2 separate regions of the Sus scrofa genome follow, and region 2 is linked to region 1. The links are chromatin contacts, called in public HiChIP or PLAC-seq maps. All regions are on one chromosome and are shown on one strand. The core of a region is the stretch at or near the end of the contact, and the rest is flanking DNA. Distances in the headings are between cores, read along the strand shown.

Region 1 (3,982 bases), core at 974-3,473:
TTGTGACCTACCCCACAGCTCGCAGCAACGCTGGATCCTTAACCCACTGAGTGAGGCCAGGGATCAAACCTGCATCCTCATGGATCTTAGTTGGGTTCATTAACCACTGAGCCACGAAGGGAACTCCCCAAATCATCTTTTTTAGAGAGAGAGAAATGGGCAGTTGGGTAAAGAGAAGGATTTTCAGGTACAGTACTATTTTTTTTTTTTTTTTTTTTTTTTTTTTTAGCATTGGGGCTTAAACATCAGCCATAAAGGACCCCTTCCCTTTCAAAAAGCAAGCAACAGGAGGATTATTTATTTGATTTTAGAACATTGGCTGGCTCTTAATTTTATGAAGAAAAATATATTTTCCAGGGGAAATTTTCAAAAAGGCACATAGTTAGGAATTGCTCACTTTAAAAAGTGCTGAAAACTATTATACATCTATTTTATTAGGCACTTTTCTGGCATTGATTCATTGTTTGTTATATACATTCACAAAACAGAATCCAGAATCAGATCCCTGAACTTTTGAGGTTTAGATGAATACAGAGAGTTTCACGTTGTTTGTAAGATATATCCTGAACTCTCTCCTTTGAACAAAATAGATACCTCACAAATATATATGTGCAAATATTCATAGCAATATTAGTTATTATAACACAAAGCTGGAAACCATCGAGTTAGTGAATGGAAAGCATTTTGTACTGTGTGTGTACAATGGAATACTATTTAGCAACCCCCAAAGAACATGATGCAAAATGGATGAACTTCAAAAATACTATACTATGTGAAATAAGCCAGACACAAATAATTACTTTTCATATGATTCTATTTGCATGAAATATCAGAAAAGGCCAATTTAGACACTGAAAATTGGGTCTCTAGAGTTTGGGATAAGGGTGGGTATTAACTGTTAACAGAATACTTTTGGAGGATGGAAATATTCTAAAACTGAACTGTGTTGGAGTTTCCATTGTGGCGCAGCAGAAACAAGCCAATGAGGTTGTGGGTTTGATCCCTGGACTCAATCAGTGGGTTAAGGATCCAGTGCTGCTTTGAACTGTGGTGTAGGTCACAGACATGGCTCAGATCCCTTGTTGCTGTGGCTGTGGTGTAGGCCAGTGGCTACAGCTCAGACTTGACCCCTAGCCTGGGAACCTCCATACGCTGTGGGTGTAGCCCTAAAAAGCAAAAAAAAAAAAAAAAAAAAAAAAAAAAAAAAATTGGACTGGGTTGATAAGATGCACACATCCATAAAATTGCTAGAAATTTTCCTGTTGAATATGATGTAAACTGTGGGTTTGCCGTATATAGGCTTTATTATATTCAGCTCTCTTCCTGCTATATCCATTTTACTGAGAATTTTAATCATAAATAGGTGTTGCATCTTCTCAAATGCTTTTTCTTCATTTATTGAAATAATCGTGTAATTTTTACCCTTCAGTTTTTAATGTGGTGTGTCATGTTGATTGATCTGCAGATGTTGAAACATCTGTGCGTCCCTCTACTAAATTCCATATCACGGGGTATGATCCTTTTAACGTATTGTTGCATTTGGTTAGTTAATATTTTGTGGAGGATTTTTACATGTATATTCATCACAGACATTGGCCTGTCATTTTTTTGTGTGTACTGTCTTATCTGGTTTTAGCATTAAGGTAATGTTGAATCGTGAAATGAGTTAGGAAGCATTCTTTCCTCTTCAGTTTATTGGAATAATTTGAAAAGAATAGGTTTAAATCATTGAATGTTTGGTTGAAGTCATCTGTGAAGCCATCTGGTCCTGGATTTTTTGTTTTTTGGGAGATTTTGGGTTATTCTTTCTTTTTTAATGTAAATTTTATTGGCGTGCCGGTGATTTTCAATGTTGTGTTAGTTTCAGGTGTACAGCAAAGTGAATCAGCCATACATATACATATACATCCATTCTTTTTCAGAGTTTTTCCCCATGTAGGCTACTCCAAGGTGTTGAATAGATTTCCCCAAGCTATGTAGTAGGTCACTGTTACTGATTAATTTGACTATATTAGTGTGTATATACCAATCCCAATCTCCCAGTGCATCCCTCCCCCGCAAAATTTCCCCTTTGGTAACCATAAGTTTGGTTTTATTTTATTTTTTATTTTCTTATTTTTTAGGGCCACAGGTGCGGTGGCATATGTAAAATGCCAGGCTAGGGGTCAAATCGGAACTACAGCTGCTGGCTTTCATCACAGACACAGCAATGTCACAACAATTTCGCTTCTGTGAAATACACCACAGCTCACAGCAATGCCAGATCCTTAACCCACTAAGCTAGGCCAGGGATTGAACCCGCATTCTTAAGGATTTCAGTCAGTTTTGTTTCCGCTGAGCCACAAGGGGAACTCCTAAATTTGGTTTTAAAATCTTTGTGTCTTTCTGTTTTGTGAAGAAGTCTTTTGTATTATTTTTATTAGATTCCACATATTAGTGATCTCATATGATATTTGTCTTTTTCTGTCTTACTTCACTCAGTTTGATAATCTTTAGGTCCATCCATGTTGCTACAAATGGCATTATGATGTTCTTTTTAATGGCTGAGTAATATTCCACTGTACATATATGTACCACATCTTTATGCAGTCCTCTGTGGATGGACATTTAGGTTGCTTTCATGTCTTGGCTATTGTAAAGAGTGCTGCAGTGAACATTGGGGTGCATGTATCTCTTTTGAATTATGGTTTTTTGTGGGTATATGCCAAGGAGTGGGATTGCTGGATCGTATAGTAGTTCTATATTTAGTTTTTTTTTTTTTTTTTGATGGCTGCACCTGCTGCATATGGAAGTTTCTGGGACAGAGACTGAATCCAAGCTGCAGCTGTGACCTATGCCATAGTTGTAGCAATGCCAAATCCTTTAACCCACTGCGCCTGACCCAGGATCAAACATACACCTCCTCAGTGACCCAAGCTACTGCAGTTGGATTCTGAACCTGCTGTGCCACAGCAGGAACTCTCATATTTAGTTTTTTAAAGTATCTCCACATTGCTCTTAGCAGTTCCACCAACCTACATTCCCACCTGCAGTGTAGGAGTGTTCCCTTTTCTCTACACCCTCTCCTGCATTTGTTTTTTGTAGACTTTTTGATGATGGCCATTCCGACTGGTGTGAGGTGATATCTCATTGTCGGTTTGATTGGCATTTCTCTAATAATTAGTGATGTTTGGATTACTCTTTCAATCTATGTACTAGTGGCTGGCCTATGAAAAATAGAGAGTTTCTATTTCTTCATGATTCAGTTTTGAAAGGTCATATGGTTCTAGGAATTTATCTGTTCTTCTGGGTTGTGCAATTTGTTGGTATATAGTGTTCATAATCCATTATGATCCTTTGTATTTCTGTGGTATCCATTGTTATTTCTCCTCTTTCATTTCAGATTTTATCTATCAGATCTTTTCCTTTTTTTCTTAGTGAGTCTAGCTAAGTCTTTATCAATTAAAAAAAGATTCAATTTGCATTTCTCTAATAATCAGTGACGTTGAGCATTTTTTTCATGTGTTGGTTGGCCATCTGTATATCTTCCTTGGAGAAATGTCTATTCAGGTCTTTTGTCCATTTTTCAATTGAAAAAAAGGAAAAGAAGTGTTAGTGAAAATGTGGAGGAATTGGAACTTTTGTACATTGATGGTTGGAATGCAAGATATTGCAGCTATTTTAAAAAACAGCTTGGTCATTTCTAAAAAATGTTAAACATGGGATTATCATGTGACTGGGTAATTCTACTTCTAGTCATGTACTCAAAAGAAATAAAAACTTGTGCATGAAAAAAAGATTTGTTAATTTTATTTATCATTTCAGTAAACTAGCTCTTAGTTTCTTTGACCTTTTCTGTTGTATTTTTTGTCTCTATTTCATTTATTTCCACTCATATCTTTAAGCTTTGCTCTCTTCTATTGTCTTAGGGATTCATTTATTCTTTTTATGCTTCCTTTATGTGTAAGGTTAGATTGTTTATTTGAGGTTTTTCTTGTCTCTC
Region 2 (3,982 bases), core at 638-3,137, 140 kb before region 1:
AAGCAATGAGACCGTCCTGTATATAGCACAGAGAACTGCATCTAGTCTCTTGGGATAGACCGTAGTGGAAGATAATAGGAGAAAAAGAATGTGTATATATATATATATGTATGACTGGGTCACTATGCTGTACATACAGCAGAAATTGACGGAACACTATAAATCAGCTATACTCTAATTAAAAAATAAATGAAAAAAACCTTGCCCTATGTGGCATGATTCAATTTTCTCACTGCCACATCCTTGGAGACCTAAATTACATTAAACATTTTAGAATTGTATTTGGTTTTTCTTTTGATATAAAACTGCTAAAGTACACTGATTCACTGGAAGTTCAAGGTCCCTCTTTCCGTCCTAGGACATTGGCAACCACAAGTGTATTAATTGGGCCATGTATACCAGCAGATGGAGACATTGCACTTTAGAAATTCAAGGCAACCTGAACTTTCCCTTCTCCCTTTCAGATGTGGAGTGTGGCATTTCTTCCTAGAGGATGGGAAACCAGCTCGGCCAGCTCTCATTGCCCTGACTAGTCCTTTCACATTTCCAGAATATGTCGAAATCAGAGATGTGGTTTTGGATGTTTGGGAAGCAAAGAAGCATAAAATGGAGCAGAAGGTAAAGCCAGCTTTTGCCTGAAGATGGAGTTCAGTCTTTTTACATGTTGTAGCAGGTAAGAGATTGCTCCTATAAAATCGTGTGCTTTAAAAGAAAATCATCACTGCCATCACTCATGTGCAAGCCACTATCCTTTTTCACATTGAGTTTCCATTATTCTCTGCTGTTGTCCAATGCATTCTTGATACTTCAGTAAGAGTGATATTTTACTTTATAATATACGTTTGAAAAGTATCACTGGGGGTGTGGGATGGAAATCCTATAAAACTGGATTGTGATTGTCATTGTACAACTATAAATATAATAAATTCATTGAGTAGTAAAAAAAGTATCAGAAGGAGGAGTTCCCATTGTAGCTCAGCAGGTTTAAAGACCAGACGTTGTCTCTGTGAGAATGTGGGTTCGATCCCTGACCTTGCTCAGTGGGTTAAGGATCTGGCATAGCCTGCAGATTTGGCTTGGATCTGGTGTTGGTGTGTCTGTGGCATAGGCCCCAGTTGCAGCTCTGATTTGACCCCTGGCCCTGGGACTTCCGTATGCTGCAGGTGCAGCCTTAAAAAGAAAAAAAAATTATCAGAAGGATACATGCATGTAGTTCAAAATAAACAGTCGTGATATATTTAATAAAGTAGGAGCCCTTCATGCCTTCTCTTTACGCCAATGGAACATACACACAAAGAAAATATCCATATATTCCTGTTTTATTGAATGATTTTAATATGAATGGACTCGGAATTATGTCAAATGATTGTTTTAGAGGAGCAGTAATCTAAGGATCAATGAATTTGTAAGAATTAGAATCATACAAAGTTTGGGCACTGACCAAAATGAAGTTAAATTTGAAATCAATGTATAAACACATAATCAGATATCTGTAAACTAAAACACACTTCTTTTGAATAAAACATGGGTCCAGGAGTTCCCATTGTGGCTCAGTGGTTAACAAACCCAACTAGTATCCATGGGTACGTGTGTTCAACTCCTGGTCTTGCTCAGTGGTTTGGGGATCCTGCGTTTGCCGTGAGCTGTGATGTAGGCTGGCAGCTGTAACTCCAGTTTGACCCTTAGCCTGGAAACCTCCATATGTCATGGGTGCGGCCCTAAAAAGACAAAAGACCAAAAAAAAAGTCCATTGACTCTTTTTTATTATATGACTTCACAGAAGTTTTGTAATTCCTCATGATTCTACAGATTTCTTGATATGTTTATTTTATGCTGTATTTCCCCCTAATTGCAGCTCTGTGCTTCTTCTTGGCCTTCTTAGGGATTTGTCTGCTAGAGACAAGTGATGCTGCCTCACATCTACTCCTCATTGGCTGGAGAGAAAACCATTATATCCTTAAAAATAGCTCTGCAAAATCTCTTTGCCGTCATTGTCTTTATTTGAGTGTTAGAGTTGAGCGTCAGCATTAAAAGTCAGAGTTTTGGGGAAGGGAAGTAGCTGTAGGAAGCCACTTAGTACGTAAGCGTACCTTCCATCTTCCAGGGCACCCTGCTCTTGCCTCGACACAATTGCTCTAATATCAAAGGGAGGTGATAGGATCAGCAGTGGGAGGAGGGGACAGAGTCACAATTAGATCATGAATCTTAAACCAGTGGTGGCTCAGCACTAACAGGTATTCAAGAAGTAATTAACTATAAATGTTAGCAGCTTAATGTGTTTGCCTCTTGGGAAATCCAGGGGATAGGTCTTGTGTGAAGGGGTCAAATAAACATCAGAGTCAAATAAACATCATTTGTAACCCAGCTGTGGCCCTGGTCCTGGCTCTATTCAATGAAAATGATTGATGACTCCAGATCCGTTGGTGAGTAGCTGATCCTCACAGCTTCTGGGTCAACCAAAAGGTTCCAGGGTGTATTAGCGGATAAGAAGGAAATAAGGCTGAGGGTTTGGGAAATGTACCCAAATGCCTCCCAATTGTCTGGGAGCAAAGCCATTTTTTAAGGTGTCAAAGAGAGAGGTACAACTCTAGTATAAAATGATTGCGGGTCCAATCCTTATTTCTTTCCTTTATCCCATCCAATATTAAAAAGGATACTTGGCACAGGGAACTATATCTGATCACCTGTGATAGAACATGATAGAAGAGATGATATGAGAAAAAGAATGTACACATATGTATGACTGGGTCACTTTGCTGTGCAGCAGAAATCGACAGAACATTGTAAATCAACTAGAATAAAAAATTAAAAACTATTTAGTTTCTCTGTCCTATGTTTTTGGAACTATTGTTCTTGTTCCAATCCAAGAACAGTCAGGCCAATGAGGAGGTGCAGGCAGATTTTCAAGTAGCCCTCCAGACACAATAATGTATTGCTGTTATATTAGTCTGTTTTTATTACTGAGCCTTTTACATGCCATGTAGCTTTTTAGGCACGTTCTGAATACTGGCTCATGGAGTCCTCACAGCAATCCTTTGAGGAAGTACTGTGAGGATGAGCATCCACAGTTACGGATGAGGAAACTGGCACAGAGGATTTTAAGAGCTTGTGTGATGGTACAACCCTGGAAAATTGTAAGACCCCAATTCAATACGGGCAGAAGATAACTGCTGCCAGAGGGACCTGCTTAACTACTATGCGACACTGCCTTTCATAGCCGGGGACCCACTTCTGTTATTCAGATGAGATGGTTGAATATGGTCTGCCCAGAACTTCTTTCATGTTACGTCATATCAAAGACCGGTACTATCTTGGAAGCTGGAAATTGGCAGTCTTTTTTTTTTTTTTTTTTTTGCCTTTTAGGGCCAAACTCAAGGTTTATGGAAGTTCCCCGGCTAGGTGTTGAATTGAATTAGAGCTAGAGCTGCCGGCCTACACCACAGCCACAGCAACGTGGGATACAAGCCTCATCCGTGACCTACACCCCAGCTCACGTGGCAACTCCGGATCCCCAACGGAGGCCAGGGGTTGAATCCTCACCCTCTCGGCTACTAGTCAGATTCATTTCTGCTGTGCCACAGTGGGAACGCCTGAAATGTGTACTCTTGTTGCTGACTCAGCTCTTTTCCATCAGGTCCCTTGAGGGGCAAGTTCTGGATGGACATTTCTATGTTCTCAGTACTTGTAATCCCTGGTATCTATTAAGTAGGTGCCTAATAAATTAAAATAAATTCTTTATAGACAAACACACACACATATAGGCATGAATGTGTGATTGTATTCCATACAGAACCTGCACAGATCAGAAGCCTGAAACTATCTTTATCTTATGTGGGAATTGACACGCTTTGTGGTCAGGAAAGCTGGTCTTCTCACACCAAGGTCAAGTGTGGCTGTAGGAGGCGGAGCCTGCAGGTGCAGCAGCATGTGGAGGGTACTTCTGACGCCCCCCTTCTCTCGAGGAAGAGAGTGTCCTATCCCA

The links. HiChIP or PLAC-seq counts read pairs in DNA pulled down with a chosen protein or histone mark.
Region 2: an H3K27ac HiChIP or PLAC-seq map of alveolar macrophages shows a contact between it and region 1. The contact joins two enhancer-like sites.

The regions. Positions count from the first base shown.
Region 1 is chr7:24,837,347-24,841,328 of Sscrofa11.1, reverse strand. No RefSeq gene overlaps it. Among named protein-coding and RNA genes, the nearest start is that of SLA-DRA, 14 kb to the right of the region's middle. Within about 2 kb of position 2,223, at least 1 of the 83 cell types and tissues checked has an H3K27ac peak or open chromatin away from gene starts, as enhancers often do. A contact at or near this core is called in alveolar macrophages, where this site is marked.
Region 2 is chr7:24,981,491-24,985,472 of Sscrofa11.1, reverse strand. It overlaps LOC100155975 (a long non-coding RNA gene), which reads left to right. Exons shown (of 5, transcript XR_002345629.1): 5 at 465-3,982. Among named protein-coding and RNA genes, the nearest start is that of SLA-DQB1, 6.2 kb to the right of the region's middle. Within about 2 kb of position 1,887, at least 10 of the 83 cell types and tissues checked have an H3K27ac peak or open chromatin away from gene starts, as enhancers often do. A contact at or near this core is called in alveolar macrophages, where this site is marked.